Regions from separate parts of the Mus musculus genome. Here regions 1, 2, 3, 5, 6 and 7 are each linked to region 4. The links are chromatin contacts, called in public Hi-C, HiChIP or PLAC-seq and promoter capture Hi-C maps. All regions are on one chromosome and are shown on one strand. Each heading gives the region's core, a stretch centred on a gene start, on an enhancer-like site or on the middle of the called end of the contact. The rest is flanking DNA. Distances are from core to core; before and after follow the strand shown. Region 1 holds the start of Rubcnl (RUN and cysteine rich domain containing beclin 1 interacting protein like). Region 2 overlaps Rubcnl (RUN and cysteine rich domain containing beclin 1 interacting protein like). Region 3 overlaps Lcp1 (lymphocyte cytosolic protein 1). Region 4 holds the start of Cog3 (component of oligomeric golgi complex 3). Region 5 holds the start of Lrch1 (leucine-rich repeats and calponin homology (CH) domain containing 1). Region 6 has its middle 54 kb from the start of Rubcnl. Region 7 overlaps Lcp1 (lymphocyte cytosolic protein 1).

Region 1 (2,901 bases), core at 362-2,861, 740 kb before region 4:
TGGCAGGTTCCATCCATCTGTTGGAGTGGGTGGTGGAGGCAAAGTCTTGTTCACATAGGAGCAGAGCAGGAAGCAGAAAGTTGTGGGATTGGGGCTGGGCTATAAACATGAAAGTCCCACTTTTAGTGACCTACTTCCACCAGCTCAGCTCTACTCCTAAAGGTTCCAGGGTCTCCCAAAATATCACCAGCTATTGGGGAACAATCTTAAAAACAAACAAACAAAACCTGTAGGGGACATCTCAGATTCAAACTTTCAGATTTCTTTATTATTTACTATATATAAGGAAGCCCAGTTCATATACTGTAGCTGTCTTCAGACACACCAGAAGAGGACATCAGATCTCATTACAGATGGCTGTGAGCCACCATGTGGTTGTGGGATTCGAACTCAGGACCTCTGAAAGAGCAGTCAGTGCTTTTAACTGATGAGCCATCTCTCCAGGCCCCAGATTCAAACTTTAATGTGCTCAGCATGACATTCACTGTAAGATTCTTTCTCCATGTCCTGTGCTCTGATTTCTCTCCTTTTAGATATTCCTGAATCAAGTTTCTCACATAGTCCCCTTTTCATAATTTGTCGGCTTATTTGATGCTTCATAGAAATTGGATATAAGGGCTGTCGAGAAGGTCCTGAGTTCAAATCCCAACAACCACATGGTGGCTCACAACCATCCGTAATGAGATCTGACACCCTCTTATGGAGTATCTGAGGATAGCTACAGTGTACTTATATATAATAAATAAATAAATCTTAAAAAAAAAGAAAGAAATTGGATATAAGATCTCCTGCCAGATACACCTACCTTAACAAGTCTGACTGTGCTATCTAGCTATGGGACCTCAGATGAGTTATACAACACTGTAAGCCACATATCCCTTAGCTTTGAAACAGATGATTTGTTTCCATCAGGGGTGGCTTCAAGGATACTTAAACAGAAAAGGAAGCAAGCTCAGCAGCCGAGCAACAGCATTAGCACTAACTTGCACTGTTTGTCTATTAACTTGTCTTGAAATAGTCTTGCCATGTAGCTTTTGTTGGCATCAAAGTTTCAATCCTTCTGCTTCCACACCAGCTCCTCTTTCTGACCTTTTAATGTCAGGTTTTCCCAGAGGGTGGTCAGATAACTCAGGATCTTTCCAGGTCTAACCCAGTGTAACCCCCAAGTAAACCGGCCACACGGGAAGGGGAAGACAATGATGGACAGCTAGTATTCAGCTGACTTTGTCTTATTGTTTTCTAACTTACTCCGAAGAGGCAACAACTAGTTAAGTTTAAACCATCCAAACTAGGATGCCCCAGGGACTGAAGGTGTTTCAGAGATGTTAAACAAATAATCCAAAATATCATTGTATTTGCTCCACGACCTGGACAAGTCAATGAACAAAACCAAGGGACCGTCAAAAGCGATGGAAGTAGGTTTTGAGAACGGAGCCCTGTAGGCGAAGCAGGGATCCATTTCCCAATTTTAGCAGAGATGACTTGGGATGCTGGAGCTGTGTGCAGGATTAAGAGTCCCAGTTCTTTCCCCAAAGAGCACCGTGCGCCACCTAGAGGAGCTGAGGGCAGTTGCACGTTCGAAGTCGAGAGAACTTCGGTTTCTATTGGTGAAAACTTTCTGTATTCGTTGGCAGCTTCTCTCTGCACCATCAGAACCTCGGAGCTGTTGGCACACGGAGGAGGTGATCCGAACCTGTCGCTGCCACGGGGCAAGGTGGCTATTTGGTGGATAAAACGGCCAGGAGGCGTAGGTAAGTCGCGGTCCCCGCGAGGTTCTCTGACTTGAGCTCCTACACATCCGAGTTGGGAGGTGGGGGGAGCCGCAGCTTGGGAGTTGGGGGCGGGGAGCTCATTTGTGCCAAGTTTGTTTTTCGTGTTTATTACACCCAGGGTTGGCGGGTCGGTGGCGTCCGAGGGCAGAGTGTGTCCGTGAGGCGTGGGTCTAAAGGCGCCCACTCGGGAGCGCGTCCCCGTGTCTCCGCGTTCTCGCAGTCTCAGGCTTCGCTTTCCCCGAGCTTTTCAGATCACGAGTGTCGCGGGCGGAGGGAAGCAAAGATAACTGGCGTCCCCGCAGCGTCCTGGCTGCATCCCTGTCCTAGCTGCCTGTCCTCAAGGCAGTGACCCCTGAAGGTGTCCTGAAGCAGCGCTGGCGAGCCCTACTGGCCTGCCTGCAGGAAGCAAGGCACAGTGCAGATGAGAAGCCCTGGGCTAGGGAGAGATGACTTAGGGTGACCCATGTTCCTGGAGGCGCTCAGGACAGTGTCATGGTTGCTTGGGAGCTGTGGGAAGTTGTCTCTGGAGAGAAGAGGACTTTTGCGGTGTGACTTTACAAAACAAGGGCCAGGAGAGGTAGCCAGGCATCCTCATTGCGGCAGGACAGAGACGAACCCAGGCGGTCCCCTGGCTCTTCTCAGTTCCTCAAAGGCATGAACCTTGAGAACCCCATCCTCATATCCAACTGCCCTGGACTTGTCAAGGTAGCTGAAAAACGTTTCGCCAATGTAAGCAAGCACACTCCACCTGAAGTCCGTCTACCTGCTGACCTGGAATTGAAGCAATTCCCTGACCCGGTGAGGGATTTGCCCGTGGAAGAGAGAATGCTTGAAAAGGGATATTACTCTAAATGAGAACGAAGGCTCAGAAAACAAAATCAAACAAACCAAAACCAAGCAAACAAAACAATATACCTCCCCATGTATTCTGGAGGTGCCCCTATGGCAAGTTACACTGCCAAGTGCTAGATCTTCAGTTGAAGTTGTGGTTCGAGAGAGCAAAGGTTTGGGGCCCAGTTAGTAAACTTGGGATTTCTTAGACAAGTCCCAAGTCCAAATAGTCGTCAAGGCACCTCCATGACCCCAGTTCCCTTGGTGAGAGGGGAGAACACAGGTTCCGTTCCCCTGA
Region 2 (2,700 bases), core at 165-2,664, 720 kb before region 4:
TCTGAATGGCTTAGTCCACTCGGAGTAAGAGTCAGGTAGCTGGCTTTATTTTATTTTAAAGGATTCTTATGTTATATTCATGCTGTGAGTTTCGAGCCCTGCTTCAAGTAGTTTGGAAAATATTTTGTAGTTTTCAGGATAAAGAGGAGCTTTCAGATACAGAGGTTGCTGATGGAAAGGTGAGGTTGCTGCTAGATTGGCCTTTCTCCACATAAACAAACCATCATGATAACAAGTTATTACAAGCCACTGATTGATAATGACTCTGAGCCCAAACCCACTTGTCATAGCCTTGTGCAACAAGAAGTTCTTTAACTTAGTGTTATTTTGCCTCTTTGTCTTTCTCCTAGAAAAGCAATGGTACAAAGTGAGCCCCCAAGCCAAGTCTTGCCTTTTGTCTGAAGGCAGCGTTTCCCCACAATCCTTATCGGTACCTTTAAAAGCTGTCCAGTGTTTTTTTGAGGTGTTCTTCTGTTTGCTTTTAAGCCAGACTCTCACTCTGTGTAGCAGACTGGTCTTAGACTGCCAGAAAGACTGGTCTTTCTTAGACGGAAGGAAGTTCTCACTTCACGTCCTGAGTGACAAGATCATAGGAGTGAGCCATCATACCTGACAAGACTCTCGAGAGTCATTCTATGGAATTAAGAAACAAAAGTCCAGAGTTACAGGTTTTCTCTTCCTTTATGTAGAGCAGCATAAGGGGGGGGAGCAAATATTGGTCACTAAGGCACGGGATTTCCTATGACACCCACATCTCTAATGGCAGCTGTGGGACCTTCTTGTGTGGATGGAAGCATTTCCTGAGGCTGTAGGAACAATATCCTGGGTTCTACTGCTTGAACAGAATCTACATGTTTACAAAATACCCTCTCTCTCTCTCTCTCTCTCTCTCTCTCTCTCTCTCTCTCTCTCTCTCTCTCTCTGTCTCCTTATGGAATAACAGGTAATAATCCCAACTCAAGGCAGGAGAGATTTCGTGACCAAGGCCTAACAGGTCTGGGCACCCTCTCTTGCTTTTTCCTCTGCACTCAGGTCTTTACGTGTAGCTTAGGGGTCAAAATTCTGCCAGCTTCATGTTTTTGTTGAAAAAGACAAACCAGCAATTTAGTTTCATCACCCCTTCTAGTTACAGTGGCAGGATGCTTGGCAGAGATGGTGAACGATTCCCACATCCAAGCCTCTGAAATATTTACCTCAGTGAAGAGGTCTCTCTAGTCTTCCATTTCTGACTGACTTTGTTCAACAGGAAGTATTGGGGTGACACTTCCTGCATTTGTCTGGCATCTGAGAACCCACAGTTCCCCAAACATTGGCAGCATCTCTTAATTTATCAGGTCAGGACAGCATAGCTCTTTTGACTGTCCGGAAATCTCACTTCCGTCCCAGGCTGCAGTTAGCAGTTATGTGATAGGAACAACTTGCATTGGTGTTGCCTGTTGCCAGTAAGGAGTGGGTGAGGGTGTAAGATTGGATGACACAGCACAGTGGTCCGAGCTTGACTGAAGCCCTGTTTGCTGTCAGATGACATTGTGTGTGCAACAGGAAGTTTGGGGCAGGTTGCCACCAGCTAAGGAAGTGCTGGGGAAGTGATCCTGTAGTCATTTTTGTAAAGAATTGTTTGTTTATTTATTTCATGTATATGAGTACACTGTAGCTGTCTTCAGACATACCAGAAGAGGGCATCATATCCCATTACAGATGGTTGTGAGCCACCATGTGATTGCTGGGAACTGAACTCAGGATCTCTGGAGAGCAGTCAGTGCTCTTAACCACTGTGCCATCCCTCCAGAGTTTATTTAGGGCATGGAGAAGGGAGTTGGGGGTGGGGGCCAGGGTAGTAGAGACAGAGAAAGGCAGAGAGAGAGAGAGAGAGAGAGAGAGAGAGAGAGAGAGAGAGAGAGAGAGAGAGGAGGAGGAGGAGGAGGAGGAGGAGGAGGCAAGCCACCCTTTTTATAGTGAGTTAGGTAGCCTGGCTATTGCCAGGTAACTGTGGGGCAGGGCCTACAAGGAAACCCCACAATTTTCCCCATATTTGTTCTTTGTGTGTGTTTTTCTTTTGTATTGTGGGAGTTCACCTGTGCGCATGTATATGTGGAGGCCAGAAGTCAAAGTCACGTGTCTTCCTCTGCGCTTCTCTCAGTTCTCCCCCCCCCCACCCCCCCCCAACACACACACTTTTGGAGACAGAGCCTCTCACTGAATCTGCAGCTCACTAATTTTCTAACCCAGCAGGCTACGAAGCCCCAGGGTTCCTCCTGTCTCCACCGCTACACTACTGGGTTAACCAGTGCCTGATGCAATAGGAGCTTGAACTCAGGTCCTCAGTGTTGCCTAGCAAGCACTTTATTGACGGAGCCATCTCATTTCTCCATGTTTAATGGCTCGCTGTGTTGGCAGGTGATGCTCGGAGCAGCAGCAGAAGCCATGCTTGGAATTTCTTCCCACTAGAGACGTTCATGCTGCCCGCTGATGTAGAAAAGGTGAGCGCCTCTCAGCCACAGAGGGCCTGAGTCTGTCAGTAGTGGTGCGCGATGTGATCATGGAAACCACCCTGACGCAGTACAGCCTAAGAGGTTCTTTTCAATATTTGATGGAGGCCGCCAGGGGCGCTAAACTGAAGTCTTCAGGCACGGTGTGCTCAGTTGTGCATGACTAAGGAGCTAAGTCAGGTTCTGGGCTCTATCCACCGAGGGTGTTCTA
Region 3 (2,894 bases), core at 20-2,519, 600 kb before region 4:
TTCTAATAAACTCCTTACCCTTGAACCTCACGTCCAAGATCTCTCAAGCCCAACGCTGAAAGTAAGGCTGCTGAGTAGTACTAGCAGTTTTGGACCCTGTGCTGTGGGTGAGCCATTGTGCTAAGGACGCCCCTGCAGCTCCTCATTTACTTCATGCAGCTGCGCCTTGAGGTGAGCACTGCTCCTGTTTCCTCTTTGGCTGAGAAGGATTGGGCCTCGGAAGCGTTAAGAAGTCCGTCCAGCTTTATCGTAGATGATACAATCCCAGTATAGGGAAACTGAGGCAGGAGGGATGCCGACTTGAGAGCAGCCTCAAAACAAACAAAAAAATGGGAGAAAACAAAGGTGGGGGTACTTTTCCCAGCATCATCGTTAACTCCAGCCTCTCAGTGCTGAACCACTTTCCTGGACCAGTTTGGCTTGGCTGAATGCATTGCGATTTACCTATTTAGATTAAGGCTGTCTTGACTTGTCATGCCAAGTCTTCACTCTCTTTTATTTCTTTGGATGTATCCAACTGAAGAGCATGCTAAATCCAACTGAAAGAAAGAAGTTTAATTAGGCACATCTTATCTGAGAAAGTTCAGAGCATTTCATGATTTCTACTTAAGTTTGTGAAAACTGGACTTTTCATAGACTCCGTGGGGTATCATCATTAGAAGTCTGATGCCCTTTTATGAGATATGTCACCAGCTGCTCAAGGTTGGGACCAGAGAGTGGTTTGATAAACATTAGGATAATTGAAAATCTAGAACCTCTATTTTGCTGAGGAACAGGTCTGACTTGAGGAGGCTGTGTTCAAAGCCATCTCGTTGATCCTCAGTGACTAAAGTGGGCACCCAGAAGTTTGTCCACTAAAGAGGGGTACCAGTCAGTCCCGTGAAACTTTAAAACCCTGTCTGTTTTTCTTCTTTGAAGTCATACGCAATCTATCTAACACCCTCTCTAGAATTTTCTGATACCGCCGGCTCTCTAAGAGATGAATGTTTGGTGAAGCCAAGTGAAGGGCCTATAGGAATTCCTTTAACGACTTTGACACCCTCTCGGGTAATTTCAAAATGCTTTCAAACTTAAAATTTAAAAAGAAGAAAAAAAAACCCAGCTCAGATATTGAACAGCCGGTGTCTAGTCAGAGCTCTAAGCTTGCTTTGCGTGGCCAATCAGCAGCTAGAAGCTGATTTCCAGCCCAGTTTTGAGATTTGGGTTGAGTAGGCTTCAGCCAGCCCTTGTGATCCGACCTTCAGACCTAATCTGCTTCTACCCCACCCTTTGTTGTTGACATTCCATTTGGCCTTCCTCAAAGACAAACAGCACGCTTGTCTTCAGGGCATTTGCGCATGCTTGCCTGAAATTCACATACCCTAAGTATTGACAAGCTTGCCCCAAGGTTGCTCCGAGGCTCCCATCAGTCAGGCCTTCTTCCCGGATGTTTCTGCTCAGGTGTTGTTTTTCCCGACTTTCCAGGTGATCTTGTTTAGAACCCAGTTCCGCATCACTCATCCACCCTGCACTGCATTACATCTGCTCATAGCATGCATACAAACTTCCAGTTGGCTCCCCTGCTCGGTTTTAACTCCACAGGACTTGTCACTAAGGTATACTCAGTTACTTGCGTGCTATCCCTTTCTCTGAGCTTGGGTGTGGGGTTCCTTACAGGCAGGAACTGATCTCTCACTCACACCCTGCTGTGTCTCCTCTGCTCGTTTCTGAGCACGGTGAGCACACGGTAAACATCTGAGCCATGAGTGACTGTGTGCCTCCAAACCAGAAACTCAGGACACACACGGGGGAAACAAACTTTGGATCGGTGGAATATGCGTTCCGCGCTTCAACAATTCAACTTGACGTCTTTAATGAAACAAAGCCCCAGAGTACTGGACTAGTGTTACACACCCAATACTGCTGTGCTGAAGGTTTGATGTTGATGACAATGAAGCTTCTCACACAGGGCAACCTCATTTCAGCATCTTGCCTGAATCGCTACTAGACTCTCTGTCATTATAGCTGTGCTCCGTCTTCTCAAAAGTATTATAAACAGCCAGACCCTTCTTAAGTGGTTTACCTTTTTTATTTGTTTATTTTTCCAATATTAAGATTTTTAGAAGATGGAGAATTACGGGGTTCTCAATGAGACCTCCATGCATGTGTGTGTGTGTCACTGTACTTTTCTCAGAGTCACCCTGCCCTCTGCCATTTTCCCATATCCCTCCTCCTGATGGCTTTTCCTCCCCCAAAATAGGTCTGATTTCATAACACACAGCACATCTGTTTATATATACGCATGGATATTTAACACCAGTTCTGTGTATGAGAGATACTATATTTGCTTCTCCTTCTTGATCTTTCTTCTTGCCGCCTCCCTTTTTATCCTTCCTCCTGCTATATATGTCCCTGTCTATTTTTATATCATTTCTCTCTATGCATTATATATCATAGGATGTATAGATGAATCTTTATAGAATATATAGAACTTATAGAATGAATATCTATATAGAATGTATACAATGAGTCTCTATCTATATATAGAAAGATTCATTATATTTATTTACATACATGTGTATTTTTATACCTACAAATGAATATATGTGTATATCCACATATGTGTGTGTGTGTGTGTGAGAGAGAGAGGGAAGGGGGGGTGGGAAGAGAGAGAGAGAGAGAGAGAGAGAGAGAGAGAGAGAGAGAGAGAGAGAGAGGAGATTTATTAGAATGATTTACAGGCTGTGGTCCAGCTAATCCAGAAATGGTAGGCTGTGAATGAAAGATCCAAGAATCCAGTAGTGGTTCAGTCTACAAAGCTGGATGTCTCAGCTGATCTCCAGTATAAGCTGGAATCCTGAAGAAGTGGGCTGTAATGTCTGTGAAGAAACAGACTTTCTATCAAGGAGAGAGCA
Region 4 (2,700 bases), core at 44-2,543:
TATGGCACTTACCCAGCAATGGCAAAATCCTCAGTCTAGTCCCCAGCAAAACACACACACACACACACACACACACACACACCCCACACCACACCACACCCACTTATAATCCAGAACATAAAACATAGCCAGATCAAAGAACTTTCCACTTGCTCCCTCGTTTACTTAGGTCTATTTCCTGTATGGCATCCTGGAGGTGGGCAGAGAAACACACCTAAGAACACGTATTTTTACGGCACAGCACACAAAGGTGCAGAGAACGCGTCTAGTCACACCTCTAAAGTGTGAGGGCAGAGGTGAAGAAGCCAAATTCAATCTGCATTTGGACAGGATTACGAATCGTACAGAAATGGTTTCCAACATCAAAACTAACCACCACTGATAATAAAATAACCCAAAATTCGGCCTCGAAACTAGAAGAGCGTGTGAAACACATAAACAATCCAAAAAATAAAAGTACTCTGACCAGTATAACTGCACTGAATCACACCAACAGTAACATGCATACTGTCCCACTGGTAACTGGGAAAACGTTGACGCTAAAACCCAAAGCGCTACTTAATAACCGAGTCAACTTGTAAAAATAACTTTTTAATTTATTGCTTTGCTGTAGGTTTAATAAATCTTATCTTCCATAACCCAAAACCAGGAGTTCACAGCTTGGGGTGTGATAAATGAAATTGTTTCTCGGGGCCAGTTCTGATCCCCTCTAAGTGTCCCTGTTCCCCCGGGAAAGAAGCAAGCCTGATGCCTCCAGGATGCAGTTAACACAGACTAGCTGGACAGGCTCCTGGGAGGCAGGGCTACTCTGACACGGGGACACCAGGAGCAAGAAGCCCGGAGCAAGGCTCGGGCCAACCGTCCCACGCCGCTGGGGGAGGGCTACGCCCTCGCGTGGACGGCCACGCACCCTGGCAGGGCCACCCTGGGTCGCGGGCAGAGTGAGGCTGCTGACAGCAGGGCACACACGGGCCCCTCCCGCCGAACCCGCCACGGTGGCTCAGAGGACCGGCCAGATCCCCGCACGGGGCAGGAGGCCGGGCGCAGCCCACGCCCTCGCCTCACCTCGGCGGGCACCGGCAGGTTCTCCACGGCCGCCTTGAGCTCCAGCACCGAGTCCGTCTGCCTGTCTGTCAGCGGCGCCATCGAGTCGGGTCTCCCATCCCAGAGAGACAGCTTCTCGCGGGCGTCCCGCTCGGCCGCCGCCTCGGGCGGCAGCAGCAGCGCCGCCTCCGCCATCTCCGCAGCCCTGGGCCCCTCCGCGGCGCAGAACCGGAGCCCGACAGGCAGAGCCGGGAACTTCCGGGAGGACCGGGACTTCCAGCGCCGCAGCCGCGGCGGGGCGGGCCCGAGCGCCCTGACCCCGGAAACGCTTCCCCGGCGTGGGGGCGGGACCGAGGCCAAAACAGACGTGGCTTTCGACGGAGGCCAAACAGTTCCGGTTGAGGTGTACCTCAAGCCAGAGGGTAGGAGACAAGAATGGGCGGAAATAAGCTTGCCCCTACCGGAAGCTTCTTCAACATCAATAACTTTATGATAATGTGTTCTTCAGATTTGTTTTTGGTTTTCTTTTTAACAAGTTGTAAGTCATCCAACGGATTAGGAGAATTAATGAACTCCAAAGATCTTCTCTCCTGTCAGATGGGTTATGGATGCTTTCCATGTTGACATAGCAACCAAGAGCACCAAGTTTTCAAACTTACAACTTCCCTGTTAGAAAACTAGTTTGTGGAAACACAAATTCAAAGACAAACATATCAGGCCTCATTAATAATATCAAAAAACTGGGGGGGGGGGGGACCTAAATGTCCAACATTGAAGAACTGGATCAATAACTGTCTATCCAAACATGAAACTGCAAAAATTATTCTGCCATTTAAATCATGATACACATTTGAACACCTAAACAAATTATATTAGATCAAACCTAAATAATTGAATAAATATACTTTGTAAGTATATAAATTGAGTATATACGAATATAAAAAAAAATTGGGCAAAAAGGTGAAAAAGAGACAACCTTCTTCCTTACCAAGAATTAAAAAGGAAAAATGTAGAAAAATGAAGAAAATCACAAAACACTGAACAACATTCTTCAAAAAGGTCAGGGTAGAGAGATGGCTCGGGGCTAAGGGAACTTGCTGATCTTTCAGAAGACTCCAGTTCAGTTCCCAGCCCCCACAATATGCAGCACATTACCACCTGAAACTTCAGTTCCAGGAGATCCAACCTCCTCTTCTGGCCTCTCTGGGTACTAACATACATGTGGCACATGCAAACACACACATAAATAAATTTTTAAAATAAAAAGCCAATGTTTTTTTTTAAGATTTATTTATTTTATGTATGTGAGTATACTGTAGCTGTCTTGAGGTACACTAGAAGAAGGCATCAGATCCCATTACAGATGGTTATGACCCACTGTGTGGTTGCTGGGAATGAACTCAGGACCTCTGCAAGAGCAGTCAGTGCTCTTAACCTCTGAGCCATCTCTCCAGCCCCCAAAAGCCAATGTTTAAAAGAGTATCAAACTACTAAAGAGCAAGGAGTGACCAAGGAGCTCTTACATAGTGGAGACTACTGAATAATGACTTCTCATTGCAATGTGGTATCTTGGACTGATTCCTGGAACAGAAGAAAGGATAATTGTGATGAGACTATAGAATAAAATATAGAATCTTAATAAAGTTTGTAATTTAG
Region 5 (2,796 bases), core at 9-2,508, 810 kb before region 4:
TCCCAAGGCCCCAACCCTCTTCCACCACCCTCCTTCCTGTTTATGGGTCCACTCCCACAACTCCGACTACTAAAGGGAAAGCAGACATCTCCAAAATATGTCAACACATGACACAACTTGAAGAAGCAGGCTGCTCTGTGGCGCGGGTTACAACTTGCCGGGCTCACACTGGCAAACAGGCTCACTTTAATTACTTTTCATTTACTATGCCACGCTTCCCCTCCAGGGCCCCCGCAAAGACCGGGGTTAGTGAGAACCGGGGAGCCCCGGTGGAGGGAACCAAAATGTGTGGGCGGAGAGCCAGACACCAGCCTCTGCTCGCACAGGCGCAGAACCAAGGTTGGCACCGCCTCTCTGGCTGCAGCAAGCCACGGTCGCGCGGCGCGGAGGCCGGGGCCCCGACACTACGCGGAGAGGACAGGGCTAGCCGACGGCCGGCCACCTTTGTCTGGCCTTCCCCACCCACCAGGACGCAGAATGCTTCCATGTAGAGGTCCACGACTTGGTTCGTGTTCTGGACTTGCTCGCGGTCGCCCGAGATGCCCCCACTTCCCGCGCGCCAGGAACAGCTCCTAGGCGCATCCCTGCGCTCCTGCACCACGGTCGCAGGTCGCCGGGGCCAGGAGGACCACCGTGCCCGCTACAACCACCGTGCTCGTTGCAGAACCCGCTCCTGCCGAGCCAATCTAGTAACACATTCGGGCCCGGCGGGAAGGAGCGACAGCCCGGCTCGCACACGCGTGGCCAGCCCCGGCCTTGTCTCACCTGCCCGAACCGTGTCCGAGAGGTCATGTCCCGGGGCCGTAGTCCTGGGAAACTCCTTCAGCTTCCTGGCGCTCAGGTTCAAGCCCCCAGAGTTGGCCGCCTCCTCCAGCGCGCGCTCCAAACCACGGTTCAAGGGCAGGTTGAAGCCGGTGCCGCCGGTGCCTCCGTGGTGCTGGTGGTGTTGGTGGTGTTGGTGGTGCTGGTGGAGATGCGGGTGCAGGGCGGTTACCGAGAGAGCGGGCGCGAAAGCTTGGGGTTCGCTTCCCGGCGTCGCCATCTTCTCCCGGTCCCCCGCCCCGCCGCTCCTGCGCGGGGTCACAGGTTTCCCCGGCGGTCCCGAGTCCCCGCAGCGCTCCCTCGAAAGCCGCGGGACTGCGGGAGGGGCGGCAAGCGGCGCAGAGGTGGAGGCAGCAGTTCGATCGCCAAGGTTTCCAGCCGGGGGAGCCAAGGGCTGCGGCGGCGGCAGCGACGGCAGCGGTGGCGCGCCTGTGTCTGCTCGTGCTCGCGCCCCCGCCCGCCGCTCCTCCTCCGCAGCTTGTTGGCGCTCCACCCCCGAAGCTGGCTGGAACTGGATGCACATTCTGGGTGACTTTCTCTCCAGCCCGACCCCTTGTAGTTTACACATCTGCGGGCCAGGGTATTTTGTCGGTTTCGTTTTTGTCTTCTGGGATTTTTTTTAAGCCGTTTATGAAAACCCAGGCGAGGCGGGAGACAAGATTTGGAATACAAGGTCACAGGGAGGAGAGTGGTTCTGGTTGATTGATCCAGAGTTGCCCCCAAAAGCAGTTTTTCCACTGTGGGTTTACCCTCACGGACGCCCCCTGGCATTTAGGTGCTTACCATACAAAATCTCTCACTAAATCCAGGAAATCTGTGAGTGGAAAAATTGCTTCCTTCAGCGAGAGGAAGTTAAAGCGAGCCGCGATCACCCCTGCAGAATTCGAACACGCAGCCCACAGTCACCAAAATTTTGCACCTTCACTACAGACCACAGGAACAAGAAAGACTTCAGGGCAAATAGACAAATCTATAGAGGAAGGGCTTTGAGAAAGGGTAATTTTTATGATAAAATACCCAAATTATTACTCCAAGCGTTAGAACGCCAAAGACCTAGTGATCACAAAGGTCATATCTTAAACCTAAGCCTAGGTACTATGAAATGTTCCGGGTGCGCCACCTTCTTATTCATGTGAGGCATGGGAACTGAACTGTCTGATTGCAAACAAATCTTCTGCCATGGGTTGACCTACAGTGGGCGCCTGAGCCAGGCCTTGCACCCCATGGAAGAGCCAGAGGACCTGTGTCACCTAAAGCCACCCAGCTGGAAGACTGATAAAGCCTCCATTCCCTTCCCACACCTTAACAGCCTGGGACCCAAAGCTTGATAGTCTCTATGGAGTGACTCGGCTTGGAGAAATGAGGCTGGAGTGAAGTATGGACATGATACAACTTTATCATACATACTACAGTAATGCAGATCTGTGATAGTCTAGGCAGCCGCGTGGACCTAATGACTTCTTGGGCTCAGCACTAAGTATGACATGATCTATGTCACTTGCATGGACTTCGCTACAGGGCTACCCCTTAATTCCTGAGATTCCAGGCTGAGAGCAAATCCTACTTATTCCGGAAGAAACAGGCGCCACCTAGTGGTGTGCCGCCCTCACCCCCCACCACCTTCCTCCTCTCTGGCTCCACTTCCTTCAAGTCTCTATGATTTCATAAACTGTGCCTTAAGCTTAGTTTTGTTTTCACCCTGTTCTGTAGGCGGTCTCTTCGATCTGTTGCTTCCTTTGTGGTGTAGAAGCATTTTCATTTCATTCAATCTTGCTTGACAGTTTTTGTAATCATTTCCTGTGAGCTTAGGGCTCTTTTCAGAGAATCCTTCCCAATTCCTGCATCATGGAGGGTTTTTTCCTGTTTTCCTTTGACCATTTAAGGTTTTTGAGTGTTATATTAAGTGCTTTGATCCATTTTGAATTGATCTTTGGGCAGGGCAAGATACAGAGATCCAGTTTAATTCTTCCACAT
Region 6 (2,925 bases), core at 325-2,824, 680 kb before region 4:
ACTGGTCCTGGCAAACATAGCCTGCTTCTAAGTGGCCTCGCTCGTAAACCCATTCAGTTCTAGACCTACGTAGCCAACTGCGGCCAACATGTGGACCTCATTCTGTCTTTCACAGATATTGGAAATCCTGGAAACTTGAAATAATTAGCAAATTGCCCAGAGAGTTATTAAAAATAATTTTCATAAGGTGGCACAGAAGTTTGAGGGTCCTGATGGCTGCTCATGCCGCAGGAACTAAATCCCTGTTAGTCGTGGTTGTGATGCTTCTTCGTGAAGCAGAGGTTAGCTGCCCTCAGTCGACATCCTGACCACCCCTGAAATGCCCCAGAGAAGATGCATTTCAGCAGGGGGCCCCGATGAGCCACCTATAGGCTCCATCTGAAGTAGAGATGTTGCCAAAACAGCCAGGTTGCCTTGGGAAGGAAGTATGGTGTGGAGGAAGGGGGGGGGGGGACGACACGGGTCGGGTGGAGAGTGGGTGAGGGTGGAGGGTGAAGAGGCGTGGTGTGGGGGTGGCGTCAATGGTGAGGTATGCGAGGAGTAGAGGGTGGTGTGGAGGGCGAGGGTGAAGGCTAAAGTGTCCCTCTGTGGCAGACAGAAAGGGCTCCCACCCCAAACTCACCCTACACCTACATCCAAATCCCTGGAGCATGCGCTGAGGTCATGCAACCCGCAATTGACGGAACTGGAGTTCCTGGTTGAATTAACATTTCTGGTCAGCTGACCATGCAGTAGGGAAGCCACCACCAGCACTAACCCACCAGCATTAACCCCAAGACCCCCATTTCAAGCTTCGGAGCTTCGGAGTTGTGAGCTGCTAAGGTCGTGATTCATTCGAAGCCACTGGTTTGTGGTTGTTACAGCAGCAACAGGAAACTCCTGCCATCTGAGTGTGTGACTGCCTTCGCAGAGCAGCTGCTTCATCGCCTTTTCAAGACACGCCCCTTGGAGAGCCCCTTGGTAGTGTTATGGTATTCACTGGCAGAATCTTCTGGAAAAACAAGCTGGTCAAAGCAGGAAGGCTGCTTCTGCAGTGTCTTCCTCCTAGCCTGCTGTTTCCTCCTTTAAGGTGTTCTGTTTACAGATGGACCCAAAGATGATAGTTTGCATTTGATGACCATGGCACTTACAATTCAAATGTAGTCTAAAAGAGCTGGGAATTTGATTTTTTTTTCTTCCCTTGCCCGATCACTAATTTTAGAGACACAATCGTTGCAGAAGGCATTGATCTTTTGTGCTGCACCAGATATTAGATATTATTTGCCAGGAAAGGGTTGAGGGAGGGCAGCAGGGAGGGGCCACGGGGGTTGGCAGACTGTGGTTTCTACTGCTTGCAACACCCATCAGTCATCCTGCTTGATGCAACTTGCGGAAGCCCTAAGAACGGCATGGCAAGGGGGGAGGGGAACAGCAGACCCTCTGTAGTGGGGAGCTCAGCCCCTGACTGGTGGACCTGCTTTCTTCAGAATAAACTTAAGTGTTGGGTTTTGGTGACTATTTATGGAGGTTCACACAGTTACTGTCATGGCTGGGACACAATACTGTGGCTTGCACTAGGACAACCATACAGACCTGCAAGACTCAAGCTAGTTCTGACACATGCAAGCCCACATGTTTCCTGTCACCTATGTCTGTTCTCGGAGGCAGTATCTCGGTAAGGAAGGTTGAGGAGAGCCAACGACTGTCCAGTTTCTCAGGGCCTACCAGAGGGTTCCCTTTTCTGCAACAAGCCACAGGAGGAGGAAGGATTGGTACATTAAGGTTTCCCTTTCTTTAAAACCTTTCCCCTCCCCTCTCCTCCCATTTTGTCCCCTCCCCTCCCTTTTTGTCCCCTCCCCTCCCCCTCAAGACAAACCATGTAGGCCAGCCCCAAGTAGAGGATGTCATGTCTTAGTGGGATTCATGCTGTATTTATGCTTCATAAAATTTAAAAAGTTTATAAAGTTAAGCTACCAGAAAATGGAGTTGAATATAAGAAAAATTCCAGTAGCCACATGGAGATACTGTTTCCTCCATAATGGATCAGTCAATATTTTCCAAGATTCGACTCAGTTTGGAGGCTCAGTAGGATGGGAAGGGGAATAATGTCACCTTCTAAGGTACAACTTGGAGGGGTCAAAAGGTTTGCGGAAAGAAACCAGCGTTCTGTAACAGAGGCTCAACCACACTTCTATGTATCGCTCTGTTATCTTGCTGTTCAGGGTCTGCTGTTTCCTTACTTGATAAAGTTACCTGTAAAACAGAGATGTGAGCTTGAAGTGTTTCACTGAGTGGCGAGAGAAGCAGGTAGCATCCGCCAATCCTTAGGTATGATTTTTGATGAAAAAGTATCAAAGGTCTTTCTAGTTGAAATTTGCTACAGTGTGTCGGCGCAGAGGCCTGGAGCCCTGTCTGCCAGTGAACCAGAAAACTGTTACAGCCAGGGAGGCTTGGCTACCTATGCCTTGGAGCCCGTCGCCCACTCAATTCCCATTGGATTTTTAAATAGATTTCCTGAGATGTCTGAAAATTATGTAAATTAGAGGCCAGGGTCCAATTTAGAGATAATGTCATAAAAAATTAAGAATCTCTTTGAATAAGAGAATGACACATGCCTTTGAGGGAGGGGGATAAATCTAGTGTGTTTCTTCAGGACCAGGGAACATTCAGGCACCTGGAATTGTGTGTCAAGAGTGTGTTCAGCAGCCTCCCACTGAGCACTGTGCTGAGACTAGGATTTGGGTCTGTTTAGTTTTCATAGGACTTTGAAGATGGGAACCTTGCTGGTTCTTAATGAAAGGGTACCCTGATTGCTTGGGGCTGGCTGGTATGGAATGGGCTGTGGTTTAGATAGTGTGCCAGTCAGACTTTGTGTTGCTGTGACCTAAATAAAACTACCACACAGAAGAATTCCTCATTTCACTCACACTTTCTGAGGTTTTTGGC
Region 7 (2,700 bases), core at 23-2,522, 530 kb before region 4:
ATTCGGGGCTTCGTTTTGAAGACACAGGGGGAGGAGCTTTCTTAGTAGGGCCATAGTTTGAGTAGTTCTTTATTTTGATTGACAGGTTTAAGTTACATAAAGTGTGTGTTTGTTTATTGATTGTTACTACACATGCCCCTTTCCATATACATCTTTATCTTAATCTTAGCATTCTCAACCATGCACTGATGTGGCAAGGCAAATAGGAGATTCTCTCTGGAAGTTCTCTTGAGGACAGTTTGTCTTATTGCCCGTGTACCCAGATCCAATCTAGGCCAGATTGTCTTACCGGGACATAATGGAGCATGACTGAAAGGGTTTGTCTGTGTTTAACCATCAAGGGAAGAAAAAGCTCATTCCACTGTTCAGAGATGGCTGTACATGAAGCTCAGGATTAGGCAGGGTCCTGGATTACCAACAGATTGCTAGCCATGTTGTTTGGGGAGGTGTGTGTGTGTGTGTGTGTGTGTGTGTGTGTGTGTGTGTGTGTGTTATGTACAGGTAAGGGTCTCAGACTGCCAATTGCGTTATTAGGAGTGGGGTTTGTTCATAGCCCAGACCAAGCGGTGCTCCAGGTTGTGAAACTATTCTCTATGCTCACCTCAGAAGTTTCAACCACACATGGCCCCAGGCCTTCCTATAGGGCTGAGATAATATACAAGGTAAGGTCTGTCTGCTACTGCAGCTGACTTCCCCCAGATGATCAGTGACAGTCCTCACAAGTGTTTATTACAGAAGATTTCTGCATACAAGGAGGTAGACAGAGAAATGCATTCCTACTGAAGGAGGGAAAATGCCTGGTGATTATGTAAATGGGGCCAGCAGGGATTTGTTTTTGCTTTGTTTTCTTTTCTTTTCTTTTTTTTTCTTTTTCTTTTTCTCTGCCTGCCACACAGTAACAGATCTATTCAATTTGCATCCAGTTCTAGGTAGAATTTATTTCACTTGGATTGCACAGATATGCTAATTTGGTCATTCATCAGGACAATAAATGGCTTGTCATTTTGCCTAAGCCTCCCATTCCCCCTCCCATAGCATGGAAATCATTCTAAGCTTGGACAGCTGGCAAGTAATGTATAAATTAGGAGACCAAAGCTTCCACCAAGCACTCTGCCAGGAGATGGCAATGGTACTGTGAAGCAGGAGAGCAGACTCCAAGGCAGGCAAGTGACAATATCACCTACAGCCACACAGGCTATGGACGGGGACTTTGGACTAGGTCCCCAACAAACAAAAACCACACATGGTCCCTCTTATCAAATGTTAAATAACTAAAATGAGTGTTGGGTGTGGGAAGGCGGGAGAGCAAGTAAGGGATAGCACGACTTCCCTGGCCTCACATAGCCACGCCCCATCGCTCCTCCTTTGTTGAGTGAGGAACTGGCTGGACCTGGGGCTCACAGTGCTATTTCATTTGGACAAAGTCTTTTCAGTGCAGTGTGTTTTGCAAGCACCAGCAGGATTGAAATCTTATCAGTAGTGTTCCAGCTAATAGCATAGTCACCCTAAACATGTGTGATAATAAAAAAAGTGTGTGAGTGTGTGTGTGTGTGTGTGTGTGTGTGTGTGTGTACACCTGAGTGTAGGCTAGAAGAAGGTGTTGGATCCCTTGTTCCTGGAAGTACAAGTGGTTGTAAACCACCTTGTGTGGTTGCTGGAAACTAAGCCCAGATCATTTGGAGAAACTAAATGTGCTATGGTCCACAGAGCTGTCTCTCTGGGCCCCTGTTTCACCAACCATCCCTTGCTGAAATGTTCACTGGGCAAGAAATTCTTGAACATTGTCTCAAATGCAAACAAATCAATACATATGCTAGCTATCAAAAAATAGAAGGCTAATTATGCTATAACACACCATGTTTATGAACCTACAAAAGTCAGGATCTTTTTCAAACTAGGAGTATTTTTTGTACCTGGATGAACAATTGCTTACTGCACTGTCTACCTGAGATTACAGCCCAGTTCTAGTCTTTCTTCCCTTTGCCTTTTTCTTACAAATCTGTGTCTGATTCCATGAAGTTTCTGTACCCCACTAGAGGTGGCCAAGAGACTGTTATATAACTCATCAGAACTCTATGCTATCATGAGAGGTTGTTCTTAAGACCAGAGTACCAGAAGAAGTCACCTCAAAAGTGCCCACAACCCAGGAAAAGGATCTCTGTTCTTTTGTTTGGGTTCTAACGGACAGATCTTTGCATAGAGGTTGGCTTCTCCTTGTAGCCTTTAATACCCAAGGTCAAGAGAATGGGAGAGAACTCAGCTTCTGATTTCTTGATTTGATCAGTAGAGCAGAACTGGGTTTCTGACAAGGGGAGGTGCACATCTGGAGTGACAGAAATGGCCATGAGGTTGTGTTTAGCTTGTTCTATCAGGTTACATATAGGAAAGACTTCATGAGGTAATCACTGACCAACCATCCCTTGCTGAAATGTTCACTGGGCAAGAAACTCTTGAACATTGTCTCAAATGCAAACAAATCAATACATATGCTAGCTATCAAAAATTAGAAGGCTAATTATGCTATAACACACCATGTTTATGAACCTACAAAAGACAGGATCTTTTTCAAACTAGGAGTATTTTTTAAGTACACCTTAGACTTAAATCCTGAGTGCTCGTTATTTCCTATCATGTCGGTCCCATTTTTAATTTATTTTTCTTTTTTAGTACAAACAAGCATCTCATTCCTCTTCTTGCATT

The links. Promoter capture Hi-C pulls out the DNA fragments that hold promoters and counts their contacts. A called contact is a pair of places that touch in the nucleus more often than the background predicts. HiChIP or PLAC-seq counts read pairs in DNA pulled down with a chosen protein or histone mark.
Region 1: a contact with region 4 is called in a Hi-C map of B cells, with 17 read pairs. The contact joins the promoter of Rubcnl here to the promoter of Cog3 in region 4. A contact is called at or near these places in 11 of 39 promoter capture datasets (the 3T3-L1 cell line, the C10 cell line, the HPC-7 cell line and 8 more), 1 of 484 Hi-C or Micro-C datasets (B cells), 7 of 115 datasets of contacts at active chromatin or transcription factors (bone marrow-derived macrophages, embryonic basal ganglia, embryonic forebrain and 4 more) and 1 of 9 other capture datasets (embryonic stem cells).
Region 2: an H3K27ac HiChIP or PLAC-seq map of large pre-B cells shows a contact between it and region 4, with 2.5 times the contacts expected there. The contact joins the enhancer-like site here to the promoter of Cog3 in region 4. A contact is called at or near these places in 9 of 39 promoter capture datasets (the 3T3-L1 cell line, the C10 cell line, the HPC-7 cell line and 6 more), 8 of 115 datasets of contacts at active chromatin or transcription factors (CD8 T cells, bone marrow-derived macrophages, embryonic basal ganglia and 5 more) and 1 of 9 other capture datasets (embryonic stem cells).
Region 3: a contact with region 4 is called in a promoter capture Hi-C map of liver, with 2.4 times the contacts expected there. The contact joins the enhancer-like site here to the promoter of Cog3 in region 4. A contact is called at or near these places in 10 of 39 promoter capture datasets (the C10 cell line, cranial neural crest, embryonic stem cells and 6 more), 5 of 115 datasets of contacts at active chromatin or transcription factors (bone marrow-derived macrophages, embryonic basal ganglia, embryonic forebrain and 2 more) and 1 of 9 other capture datasets (liver).
Region 5: a promoter capture Hi-C map of pre-B cells shows a contact between it and region 4. The contact joins the promoter of Lrch1 here to the promoter of Cog3 in region 4. A contact is called at or near these places in 3 of 39 promoter capture datasets (the C10 cell line, embryonic stem cells and pre-B cells) and 3 of 115 datasets of contacts at active chromatin or transcription factors (astrocytes, bone marrow-derived macrophages and neural tube).
Region 6: a contact with region 4 is called in a promoter capture Hi-C map of pre-B cells, with 2.8 times the contacts expected there. The contact joins the enhancer-like site here to the promoter of Cog3 in region 4. A contact is called at or near these places in 17 of 39 promoter capture datasets (the 3T3-L1 cell line, 3T3-L1-derived adipocytes, the C10 cell line and 12 more), 2 of 15 datasets of contacts at CTCF or cohesin (embryonic stem cells and large pre-B cells), 22 of 484 Hi-C or Micro-C datasets (the Ba/F3 cell line, CD4 T cells, CD8 T cells and 12 more), 13 of 115 datasets of contacts at active chromatin or transcription factors (the 230-238 cell line, astrocytes, bone marrow-derived macrophages and 9 more) and 1 of 9 other capture datasets (embryonic stem cells).
Region 7: a contact with region 4 is called in an H3K4me3 HiChIP or PLAC-seq map of embryonic basal ganglia, with 4 times the contacts expected there. The contact joins the enhancer-like site here to the promoter of Cog3 in region 4. A contact is called at or near these places in 21 of 39 promoter capture datasets (the 3T3-L1 cell line, 3T3-L1-derived adipocytes, the C10 cell line and 14 more), 1 of 15 datasets of contacts at CTCF or cohesin (large pre-B cells), 7 of 484 Hi-C or Micro-C datasets (Th1 cells, bone marrow-derived macrophages, cranial neural crest and 4 more), 21 of 115 datasets of contacts at active chromatin or transcription factors (the 230-238 cell line, DN3 thymocytes, the SCID.adh cell line and 17 more) and 4 of 9 other capture datasets (adipose tissue, embryonic stem cells, liver and 1 more).

What each region holds. Positions count from the first base shown.
Region 1 is chr14:75,014,416-75,017,316 of GRCm38.p6, forward strand. Rubcnl (RUN and cysteine rich domain containing beclin 1 interacting protein like) reads left to right here and starts at 1,612. Exons shown (of 14, transcript NM_198642.2): 1 at 1,612-1,751.
Region 2 is chr14:75,033,022-75,035,721 of GRCm38.p6, forward strand. It overlaps Rubcnl (RUN and cysteine rich domain containing beclin 1 interacting protein like), which reads left to right. Exons shown (of 14, transcript NM_198642.2): 3 at 2,398-2,480. Among named protein-coding and RNA genes, the nearest start is that of Rubcnl, 18 kb to the left of the region's middle. Within about 2 kb of position 1,415, at least 118 of the 459 cell types and tissues checked have an H3K27ac peak or open chromatin away from gene starts, as enhancers often do. A contact at or near this core is called in CD8 T cells, the HPC-7 cell line, bone marrow-derived macrophages and 2 more, where this site is marked.
Region 3 is chr14:75,153,407-75,156,300 of GRCm38.p6, forward strand. The region is part of intron 1 of Lcp1 (lymphocyte cytosolic protein 1); the gene reads left to right. Among named protein-coding and RNA genes, the nearest start is that of Gm15628, 18 kb to the left of the region's middle. Within about 2 kb of position 1,270, at least 16 of the 459 cell types and tissues checked have an H3K27ac peak or open chromatin away from gene starts, as enhancers often do. A contact at or near this core is called in liver, where this site is marked.
Region 4 is chr14:75,753,200-75,755,899 of GRCm38.p6, forward strand. Cog3 (component of oligomeric golgi complex 3) reads right to left here and starts at 1,294. Exons shown (of 23, transcript NM_177381.3): 1 at 1,066-1,294. The coding sequence starts at 1,239.
Region 5 is chr14:74,946,619-74,949,414 of GRCm38.p6, forward strand. It overlaps Lrch1 (leucine-rich repeats and calponin homology (CH) domain containing 1), which reads right to left and starts at 1,259. Exons shown (of 19, transcript NM_001252132.1): 1 at 766-1,259. The coding sequence starts at 1,042.
Region 6 is chr14:75,068,152-75,071,076 of GRCm38.p6, forward strand. No RefSeq gene overlaps it. Among named protein-coding and RNA genes, the nearest start is that of Rubcnl, 54 kb to the left of the region's middle. Within about 2 kb of position 1,575, at least 123 of the 459 cell types and tissues checked have an H3K27ac peak or open chromatin away from gene starts, as enhancers often do. A contact at or near this core is called in the 230-238 cell line, the Ba/F3 cell line, CD8 T cells and 7 more, where this site is marked.
Region 7 is chr14:75,218,404-75,221,103 of GRCm38.p6, forward strand. The region is part of intron 14 of Lcp1 (lymphocyte cytosolic protein 1); the gene reads left to right. Among named protein-coding and RNA genes, the nearest start is that of Cpb2, 23 kb to the right of the region's middle. Within about 2 kb of position 1,273, at least 18 of the 459 cell types and tissues checked have an H3K27ac peak or open chromatin away from gene starts, as enhancers often do. A contact at or near this core is called in embryonic basal ganglia and embryonic forebrain, where this site is marked.